Linked DNA regions of Rattus norvegicus: region 1 is linked to region 2. A link is a contact called in public Hi-C data. All regions are on one chromosome and are shown on one strand. The core of a region is the stretch at or near the end of the contact, and the rest is flanking DNA. Distances in the headings are between cores, read along the strand shown. Region 1 overlaps LOC134480294 (a long non-coding RNA gene). Region 2 has its middle 45 kb from the start of Tnp1.

Region 1 (4,563 bases), core at 1,925-4,424, 240 kb before region 2:
TAATTAGCTTTCCACTTGAAAACAAGGGCATGAAATTCAGTCAATAGATTGGTTTGAGTAAAATCAACAAACAGATCATTTGGGTCAGTGAAGAAGTGTCTTTCCAAACTCAAAGGAGCCAATCATGTTAGCTTAGCCAAATGAGAATCAACATGGGGGAAAAATAATCAGTCAAGAATTTTGCTCTGGATAATGAAAATCACATCTAGGGATGAAGACTTGGGCCTCCTTTCGTTCTTTTTTAAACAGTTATGTTTAATATCGTATAGAAAAAAAGACTTTTGATAGCATGATCATCAAGATACTCTTTTCTCTAAAGATGGTGTGTAGGTAATAGAGACTGATAGATAGACTGGGGCTTAGAAAAATAAGTTATTTAATAGGTCAAGTCAGAGTCTCTCGCAGCATCAAAAACAATGCAAAGATGTCATTTACCGAAACATTTTTCTGATTATCTCTTTGGAGACAATGAATGCTTGAGGAATTTCATATAGTCAGTTGAAATCATTAAGAGACATGCTCTCCATCCCTAGTTTTTCGTAAGTTATCATCACTCTGCGTTCTTAGATCAATGGCCTCCAGGTCATTCTGGATTTTGTTTGCTTATGTTTCATTTTCACTTTTTAGAAAATGCATATATTTTATGTGTGGGAATACAGTGCGTTATTTTGCTATGCATTTACATTGAATGACTGACCCCCGTGTCTGTGGCAACCATGTCCTCCTCTGCCTTCCTATCTTCCTAAATGTGGATTCCAGTGTCTGTGAGCTGTGACTCCATTCCTTTGTCCCACTCTCAACTTTTGCTCTCTGGCTCCAACCACACCCTTCTCCCCAGGAGTCTGGTAATAATACTGTGGACAGGGGTTGGGGATTTGGCTCAGTGGTAGAGCGCTTACCTAGGAAGCGCAAGGTCCTGGGTTCGGTCCCCAGCCCCGGAAAAAAAGAACAAACAACACAACAACAACAACAACAAAAAAAAAACAAAAACAAAAAAAAGAAGGTTTTAAAAAAAATAATACTGTGGACAGTTAACTTGGCTTCTGCCAACAGTCTTCATGATCATTTTCAAAACCTTTGTTTTTCCCCAGTTCCAGGCATCAGTGTCTTTATGTTTTCTTATTTTTTGACACTTTTATTAGCTTAATAGTATGCTACAACTTGTGACTCTCTCTCCTAGCTGTTTCCAGAGATGACCCTGGGGATACAGGGATGATCCCAGTATCATCCGTCTTCTTCTGAATGTCACTTCAGCTTCTGGGACCCCTGCCCCCGAAACACTTCAAGCGAGTACCCAGGACCGTCTCCCCTACAGCAAGACTCTGAAGCTGCCTGCCTGGCTTGCCTTCCCTCTGTCGCCAAACACACACTTTTTTAAAATTAGGAAATGAGAACAATAGTTGTAGTCCCTGCCAGCAGCTCATCTAATGTGTTCCAGGGGAAACACGGGTAACAGAGCTAATGTCTGTGCCAGGAGCTGGCAGTTTATGGGGGAGCTGCTGAGACACAGCAGGTGCCATGGCTTCAGAACAGGGGTATATATGGTATCAGACATAACTTTAGGGGCCTAAGAGAGGCCCCTAAATTAGCCAGGGGACTTGCCAGGAAACATATCCCCGATAGATGCATGGTAGATACATCTATTATCTACCATGGGTAAAGGGAATACAGGTTTTCAAGTTTTCGTTTTCTTAGAGAACCAACCTAAATAACCTTGGTCCACAAAAACCTGGAAGCAGCTAGGCTAGGCAGATAATGGTCCCTCTCACCTGTTACATGGAGAACAGCAACAGATCCCTTCTCTAATCACCGCAGAGACTGGTATCAAAGTCCTTTTGGGGTTTATGGTCCTGTGCATAATAGTCCTTCAAGATGGGGCAGAGGGAAGGCTTAAAGAAAGGAAAGCATGGGAATTTGAGCCCTTCTTTGTCTAAGCTCAGAGCTGAGGCTAGGAAAAATTCCGTAGGATCTTGGCTAAACAGTGGTTTTCTGCTTCTGACAATGTTGAAATTAGTCTGATTGTGGGAAATATTTAAAAGTTGTAGCTGTGTGATTTCGTTTCATGTGCAGTTCAGATGCCAGAAACTGACACTGAGCATGCCACATGCTGCTGTAATGCCAGGCGACATGTAGGGGCTCATGGGTGTGGCTCCTTACCTTGTCACCTTTAATCTACTGCTCTCTGCTGAAATCTTACACACTTCTAGACCCAACCCCAGACCACTGCTTCCATGATGTCTCATTGGTCCATTCTCTTCCTGCTCTGTTGCTCTGAGGTCTTGGCTTCTTAGCTGCAACTTGGAAAGTTTCCTCATTTAATTTGTAACACTGTCACCAAGATTTGACATTGTCACAAGAAAGCCACATAAGATTGGACCTTTAACTCCCACCATTGATAAAGGATGTGTCTGTCCCCCTCCTCAGAAAGCTCTCATCACTTCCTGAGGGGCTAATAACTATCCATGATCCTCGGAAGGTGGGATGCTATTTTCTTTAATAGTGTAGACACTAGGACAGAAGGTAGGAAAAAGAAAGGGCCCAGAGCTAAAGGAGAGAAGAGGCATAGAAGAGGGTGATACAGTGAACACAAACATCATTTGTTATATAGATATGTATTGAACTGTCAAAAACAAAGAGAATGCTCTTTACTACTTACTCCTGGAAAATAGACAAAAACAAAAAGAATTCTCAAAACCCAAAGGTATGTTTTACACATTCAAAAAGGAAAGACCACAGTCACTATATGTCCCACATGTATTTTAATATATATTATATATTATTATATAATAATAAGGACCATGAAGAAATGAGGTTTGCATCCGAGTAATAAAATATCTCACTTTCAGTCACATGATCTCATTCGATCCCTGCATAAAATCCTTTTCTCTTTTGTAAAATGGAGACTGCTGTGCTCAGAGGCAGAGAGGTAGAATCGCTCTGCATAGAAATGAGAGATCAGAATCAACGACCTGGATTTCATCTGGTCCTTTCTCTCTGCCATGTGGCCGCCCAGTATGCTCCTGCATCCTTCCTGAGAAAGAGCCCCAGGAAGCACAAAGGGACTTCTATTTTCATCTTTTAGTTCCAACAAGATGAGAATCAGCAGGCCAGCAGACACACTTGGGAATAATGGCTCTGCTTTCTCAACAGGCCCCCTGCCCCCAGTGCCTTTATCCCCACTCGGAGTGACCTAGACAGAACAAGCTCGCTCTGTAATGACCACTTCGTCAGCAGGGGCTGTGTATTTAGTAGCAGGAAATATAAGCTTTTGTGGTCAGTGTGACGTCATCCCACCCACTAAACAGGCCTTTATGACTTGACCACAAAAAGGCTTGAAAGGGATAGACACACACACACACAGGGAGAGGGGCCATGGGGCCGTGAGCAGCTGTCTGCCCTGAAAGAAGCATTGTGTCTTCCAATTGTCTCCCCAAAGCCTGATGTTTGGGCCACTGTAGACCAACATCTGGGTGATATATGCTGTCTTCTCTACATCGCCCAATGACCCAGCTCCCCTAGTTTAAAAAAAATTTGTGAGGGAACTACTAAATTTTTTTTGTTTTTAAATTTGGGAGGGTACACGAAACACACTCACGTACATGAGTTTTTCCCCCTGGATGACTCACTGTTAGGAAGGAAAAAGAGACATGCACAGTGGACAGAGGGAAGAGAAAGAGAATAAAGGAGGGAAAGCGTAGGCAGGCTCACAGATACTTAAAAAGATACAATGGACGACCATCACAATGTAACATAAATATTTCTAAGTCACGAGTTTCTTAGTTTGCTCACTGGGTTTAGAGGAGCTCAGCCAAATGACTTTAGGGAGTGTACTGTGCAAGTTCACAGCAATATTGTACCCCAAATTTGGGCCTACCTCTTAATATACTTTTGAGTGAGGAAAGTACATATTGGGTTTGGGTATGAATATTCACATTAAGTACAAAAAAAAAAGAAAGGAAGGAAGGAAGGGAGGGAGGAAACAATATAGAAAGGAAGAAAGTAAATGAAGATTGATTGATATGGGCAAGTTTTATTTTGTTTTATTTTGATTGGAGGGATTTGTTTCCTTGTGGTTTGTTTTTAAAGCAGATGAGACCCAGGATATAAGGAAACTGAAAAGCTCTTACCAGGGCATCCAGGAAGATAAATAGACAAAACAGAAAGAATTCTCAAAACCAAAAGCTACCTTTTACCCATTCAATAAGAAGAACCTACAGTTGCTATGTATTCCAGGTGTGGAAAGGGACCCCAGAGAATGGAGGAGGTTTCGCTTGTCTCTCACACCTCTGAGGCTTAGAGACAGGGGAGAAAGAGGAGAAGAAGCTGTGTTGGCGACTGTGAGTCTGACCACTAAATTAGGCTGATGGAATAGTATGGCTTCCTCAATTTTCAGGGTGTGGAAAACTCCCTCCCAGGGCTGAGTGTCCCTCTGAGGGTTGGGTAGCAGGAAACACCTGCTTCACTCTCCTCTGGCTTTTTTCCCTCTTTAGGAATTCTGGGTCCCCTCCTTTCAATGGACAAGCAGATTTCCACACATCCCCCCATTAAGAGAGGAAGTCTGGA
Region 2 (4,540 bases), core at 885-3,384:
CTCTCACTAATTGTCTTGTGACAACCACTTGGAAAATGAGCTTTCTCTCTACTGCCCTCAACACATACATAAATAAATGTAAACTTTAAAAAAAAAAAACAAAAGCAGTGGGAACTGTGGCAGGGGCTGAAGGGCTTTATCTAAGTCAAGGTTTTAGAAGCTGGAAGTTTAAAGTTATCAGAAGGCTTGGTTTTCTGTTCAAAGGTGCCTCATTTAGGAGAATTCAGAGTTGTCTCCTCAGACCCTAGTAATGACTTCATAGGAATCTCCAGAAGATCATGGCAGTCTAGGAAACATGCAACCATGTACACAAATCAAGAGATTCACAGGTTGCCTGGAAGAGAGAAAGCATTGCTGACTGCTTTCCATGGAGCTGCAAAAGCTAAAGTCAACTGGCCTCTACAAACACGTGACTTCTCCAGCCAGCACATGGTCCGTCGTCTCTGAGTGCTTGGCTTGCCTCTTCCCAGCCTTCCTTCCTTTTCTCATTCATCTTTCTCAGTAGGTGACCTTTCTGCTCTAGGCCCACCCCAGCCACTTGGCCACTAAACCACAGGAGATGAGGACGACTTCCAGGAGAAAACAGAACAAGCTGGGTGGCCAGAGGGTGAGCAGTCCTACCAGTAAGCCACAGAGGGGAGATGAGTTTCTGACACCCAGGCCCAGAGCCCAAGGGGAATGGGGTGACTCTGCTTGTTTCAGAAACTCCTGTGTTCTCAGGGAAATTTTATCCATATGTTTCTGATTCATTAACACTTAACTCATCAAAATGCTATTTGGTAAGAGCCACTGGAAGCCGAAGATGCCTTGTAACCGCCTGTTTAATGAGCCCAAAGAGCTTTTACGTTTATTTCTTGAGAAAGGGGCAGGATTTATTTTTCTCCCCTCACCAAAGCCAGCAGTCATATCCTGTATAGTGACTCAGGCCATGAAACAAATCTTTGGAAAAGACCATGAGACAGGAAAGACGAAAGTCTGGGTCCTGGGCTTTAGTCTCTCTGGTCTTGGCCAATGAAACCTTCTCCAGTTTGCTGTGTTCTTGGAGCTTATTCATCCATAGTGCCTCTCCTCAGGTGGCACAGAACCTGATTCAAAGTCCCTACATCTCATCTCTAACTTTGTTCTTCCCTTCTCGCTCACTGTAGCTCATAGCTCACCTGGTGGCTGCAATAAGTAGACTTCGGTTTCCTCTCCTTTTCTCTCCCTGCCCCTCTCCTCACTCTTTCTCTCTTTCCCTCTCCCTCTCCTCCCCCTCTCTCTAGCTCTCTGTGTGTCTCTCTGTGTGTCTCTCTCAGAGACAGACAGACAGAGACAGAGACAGAGAAACAGAGACAGAGACAGAGTGGGAGTGAAAGATAGGGGTGTGACCAAGAAAAAAAGACAAATGAGCAGCTTTGGGTGTCGGTGCTAGCTTTCCACCTTGTTTGAAACTGTCTTGGTCACCACACTGTATGCCACTCTACCTGACCCGTGATCTTGGATTGCAGACATGCACTGCCATATCAGATTTTATGTAGGCCTTGGAGATCTGAACTCTGGTCCTCACACCAATGAAGCAGGTGCTTTCCCCACTAAGCAATCCCCGCCCAGCCCTGAATTCCTTTCTTAATGAAACTTTTCCAGATGAAGAGAATCATGGAACGGAAAGTGTAATTAATGCTTGCGTTTTCCTCTGCAATATGAGTTGGCTCACATAGAAAAGAGGAAAAATAGGGGAATATTGGAGGAAAAGAGAAATGGTCAGAAGTGGCCATCAGGGGAGAAAGTACCCTACTTTATTAACTGGGGATCCTGCAGGACCTTCTTGCAATTCCTAAATGAAAGAGTCACCTTCTTGGTGCATCTCTAGCCTGCCAAATCCCTAATTAGCTGCCCTTCCCAGATGCAGAAGAATGGCCGAGATGACCTTCAGAAAACCCTCATTCACCCCAGGGCTTTTATGATGCTCCTGTTAGCCCAGCTTAGCTCAGCAAAGTCCACTAAGAACAGAGGGCCATTATGGTATTCTTCTCTTAAGACCACAGCCACCCAGGGATGAAAAGGTCAGATGCCTTGAGTGCCCTCTGGGGCAGTGCACAGATGCTGGTGCTGTGTCACTCAGGGTGAAGACAAAGCCAAAAGAGTAACCATGGACTCTCCCAGCTGGTGAACCGAGCCCCTGCCCCCCAACCCCGCAGTTCTTGCTTATTCAGCCAAGCAAGAGACAGGGCTGCTTTGATTGTTCTGGTTCCTGGGCAAGAAGGGAAGGCACCAAATATGAATGTGGCGGTATGGATGCTGAGTTGACTTCTGAGAGTAGGGGAAAGAGCTATGTCGAGGGGGATATTGGAGTCCATAGACTCCCCAGATATAGAGAGTGGAAATAGTTTTTAGCAAGTATCTAAGTTTGGCTGTCACCATGCAGAGATGGGAATCTAGTCTTGCAGAATCTTCTCTCCCATATCAAAGTTCCAGTTAGTAGCTAAAACAAGCCCTGTGTTCATTGGCATGTCTATTAAATGTCTGAGTAAGGAGGAGAAAGCTGAGGCAGGAGACTTAGTACCTTCCGCTTAGTACTTAGTACTTAAGCTTGAGGTGATGTCAAGTTGCTTCTGCTTTATTCTATTCTGTGGGAGCAAGTTGGGGAGTTCAGCCCATGCTCAATGTGAGGGAGTCATAAAAATGATGTGGCTATCAGGCTAGGTGCTACTGAGTGGCCATTTTGAGGCTATCTTCCACATTTTCCTGACAGGCTAGGGAGGTCAGGCAGTCAGCAAAGTAGTTGCCTTGCAAACATGAAGACCCGGGTTCAATTGCCAGAGGCCATACAAGAGTAAAAAGCTGAGTGGAATGGCTCATGCTTCTAGTTCCATCGCCAGGAAGGCAGAGACAGACAGATGCCTGGAGGCTTGCTGGGAAAAAAATGGCACCCAAGGACATCCAAAGCTCTCCCCTATCTGTCCTTCACAAGCCCTCACATTTGTGCCCTCATATACACAGGCAGATGCACACACAAGCATACATTGTAGTTAACCAGTTCTGGTCAGTAAGCGTGGGAGCAAATCCTGTCATGTCTCTGGGATCTTCATTCTCCCTATTGATGACATCAAATGATTTCTCAGTTCCAGAGCCCTATGGAAAACCACTGGAAGGAAAATGACAAATTTAAGTGTTTAGTCTTTGGAGAGTCAAACACCCTTCTCATCCTCTATTTAGAAAGCTTTCCCAGAAAGTTTGTACCCAGAAAGCTGCTGCTTGGATAGTGTTCCTTGGGACGACTCTGCTCCTAAGCATGTCCCTCTGTCCTTTACCCTCTGCTTCCTGGAGTTTAACCTTCCTTCTGCCTCCCTGTTCCTTGTCCCTTTTTATCTGTGCTTGGCCTCTCTGGCACCTGATAGCAGCTCTTTTCAGGCCTATCTCTCTAATAACTATTATGCAATTTGAACAAGGAGTCCTCCTCCCTAGGTACCTGAGTGACAGATAATTTCCCATTACCCAGCCAGATCATTGGTGCTGAATATAGACATGGAGAGGTAATGTCTGGCTGCCCCATTCCTACACTAATCCTTCTCTTATTGTCTTATCCAATGCCCTTTTTGACTAGGACCATCAATTCAGAAAGATGCTAAGGAATAGGGAAATGATGTAGACATAAAAGGGAGGAGAAGAGAAGGACAAGAAGGAGGAGGGGATACAACTATTATCTAGAATAGAACTTGACACTGTTTTGCCTGACATGTGACTCCATGTCTTCTCCCTGCAGGCCTTCATTAATGTCCCCATCCTTATGGTCTAGAAGAGGAGACTCGAGTTCAGTGTCCAGTTAGTATACACAAATTAAGATTGAACTCACATCTGTCTTCTATTAATCTGAGAACCACTCTTAAGCCTTGCCTTACAGTTTTGAGTAAAACTTATCTGTGAAAATAAAAGAAAATACTGTCAGAATTCTAGGAGGGTTGAATCAACACTGACCACCCAGGATGACTTACTTTACCCCAACCTGGAGACAGTTATCTTCTTGGTGCCCTCTGTGGAATAAAGTCTCTCTTTAGTCCTTCATTATGACTGAATATCATCAGGGTGTTGTCAGAAGAAAGAACTAGAAACTTAGAACTTTATTCAGAAAGCTGATCAATCCTAATCCTAGTGTTCCTTCCCTATGACCAATGTCCTGCCGAACAATGCAAACAGATGATGTGGTGGTATATCTTATAGATGAGAGAGAAAACGCCTCACTTCACCTTCCCACTCTCCCTGACCTCTCTGTGGCAGCCCCCTGGGTCTGCAAGAAGGTACTTTGACTCATGATGACTTCTAGACCATTCACAGTATAGCTAAGGGGCCCATCTATGAGCTAATAGCCCCCACCAAGGCTTGAGGCTGAGACATCAAACTTCTCTTTAGAAGGGACTCTCCCAGCTTCTATCAGAAGAGTCACTGCTGACCACTGATGAGATCCGCAGCCCCAAAGTGACTGAAAACTTCTTTGTCTTCCTGGCATACTGACATGATACCAAAGCCCTTTCTTCCCAAGGGCACAGAATGAGTGCTCCATCTA

Evidence for each region. A called contact is a pair of places that touch in the nucleus more often than the background predicts.
Region 1: a Hi-C map of Schwann cells shows a contact between it and region 2, with 3 times the contacts expected there. The contact joins two enhancer-like sites. A contact is called at or near these places in 2 of 12 Hi-C or Micro-C datasets (Schwann cells and psoas muscle).

The regions. Positions count from the first base shown.
Region 1 is chr9:82,332,727-82,337,289 of GRCr8, reverse strand. All of the region lies in intron 2 of LOC134480294 (a long non-coding RNA gene), which reads right to left. Among named protein-coding and RNA genes, the nearest start is that of Pincl, 110 kb to the left of the region's middle. Within about 2 kb of position 3,174, at least 15 of the 93 cell types and tissues checked have an H3K27ac peak or open chromatin away from gene starts, as enhancers often do. A contact at or near this core is called in Schwann cells, where this site is marked.
Region 2 is chr9:82,086,850-82,091,389 of GRCr8, reverse strand. No RefSeq gene overlaps it. Among named protein-coding and RNA genes, the nearest start is that of Tnp1, 45 kb to the right of the region's middle. Within about 2 kb of position 2,134, at least 3 of the 93 cell types and tissues checked have an H3K27ac peak or open chromatin away from gene starts, as enhancers often do. A contact at or near this core is called in Schwann cells, where this site is marked.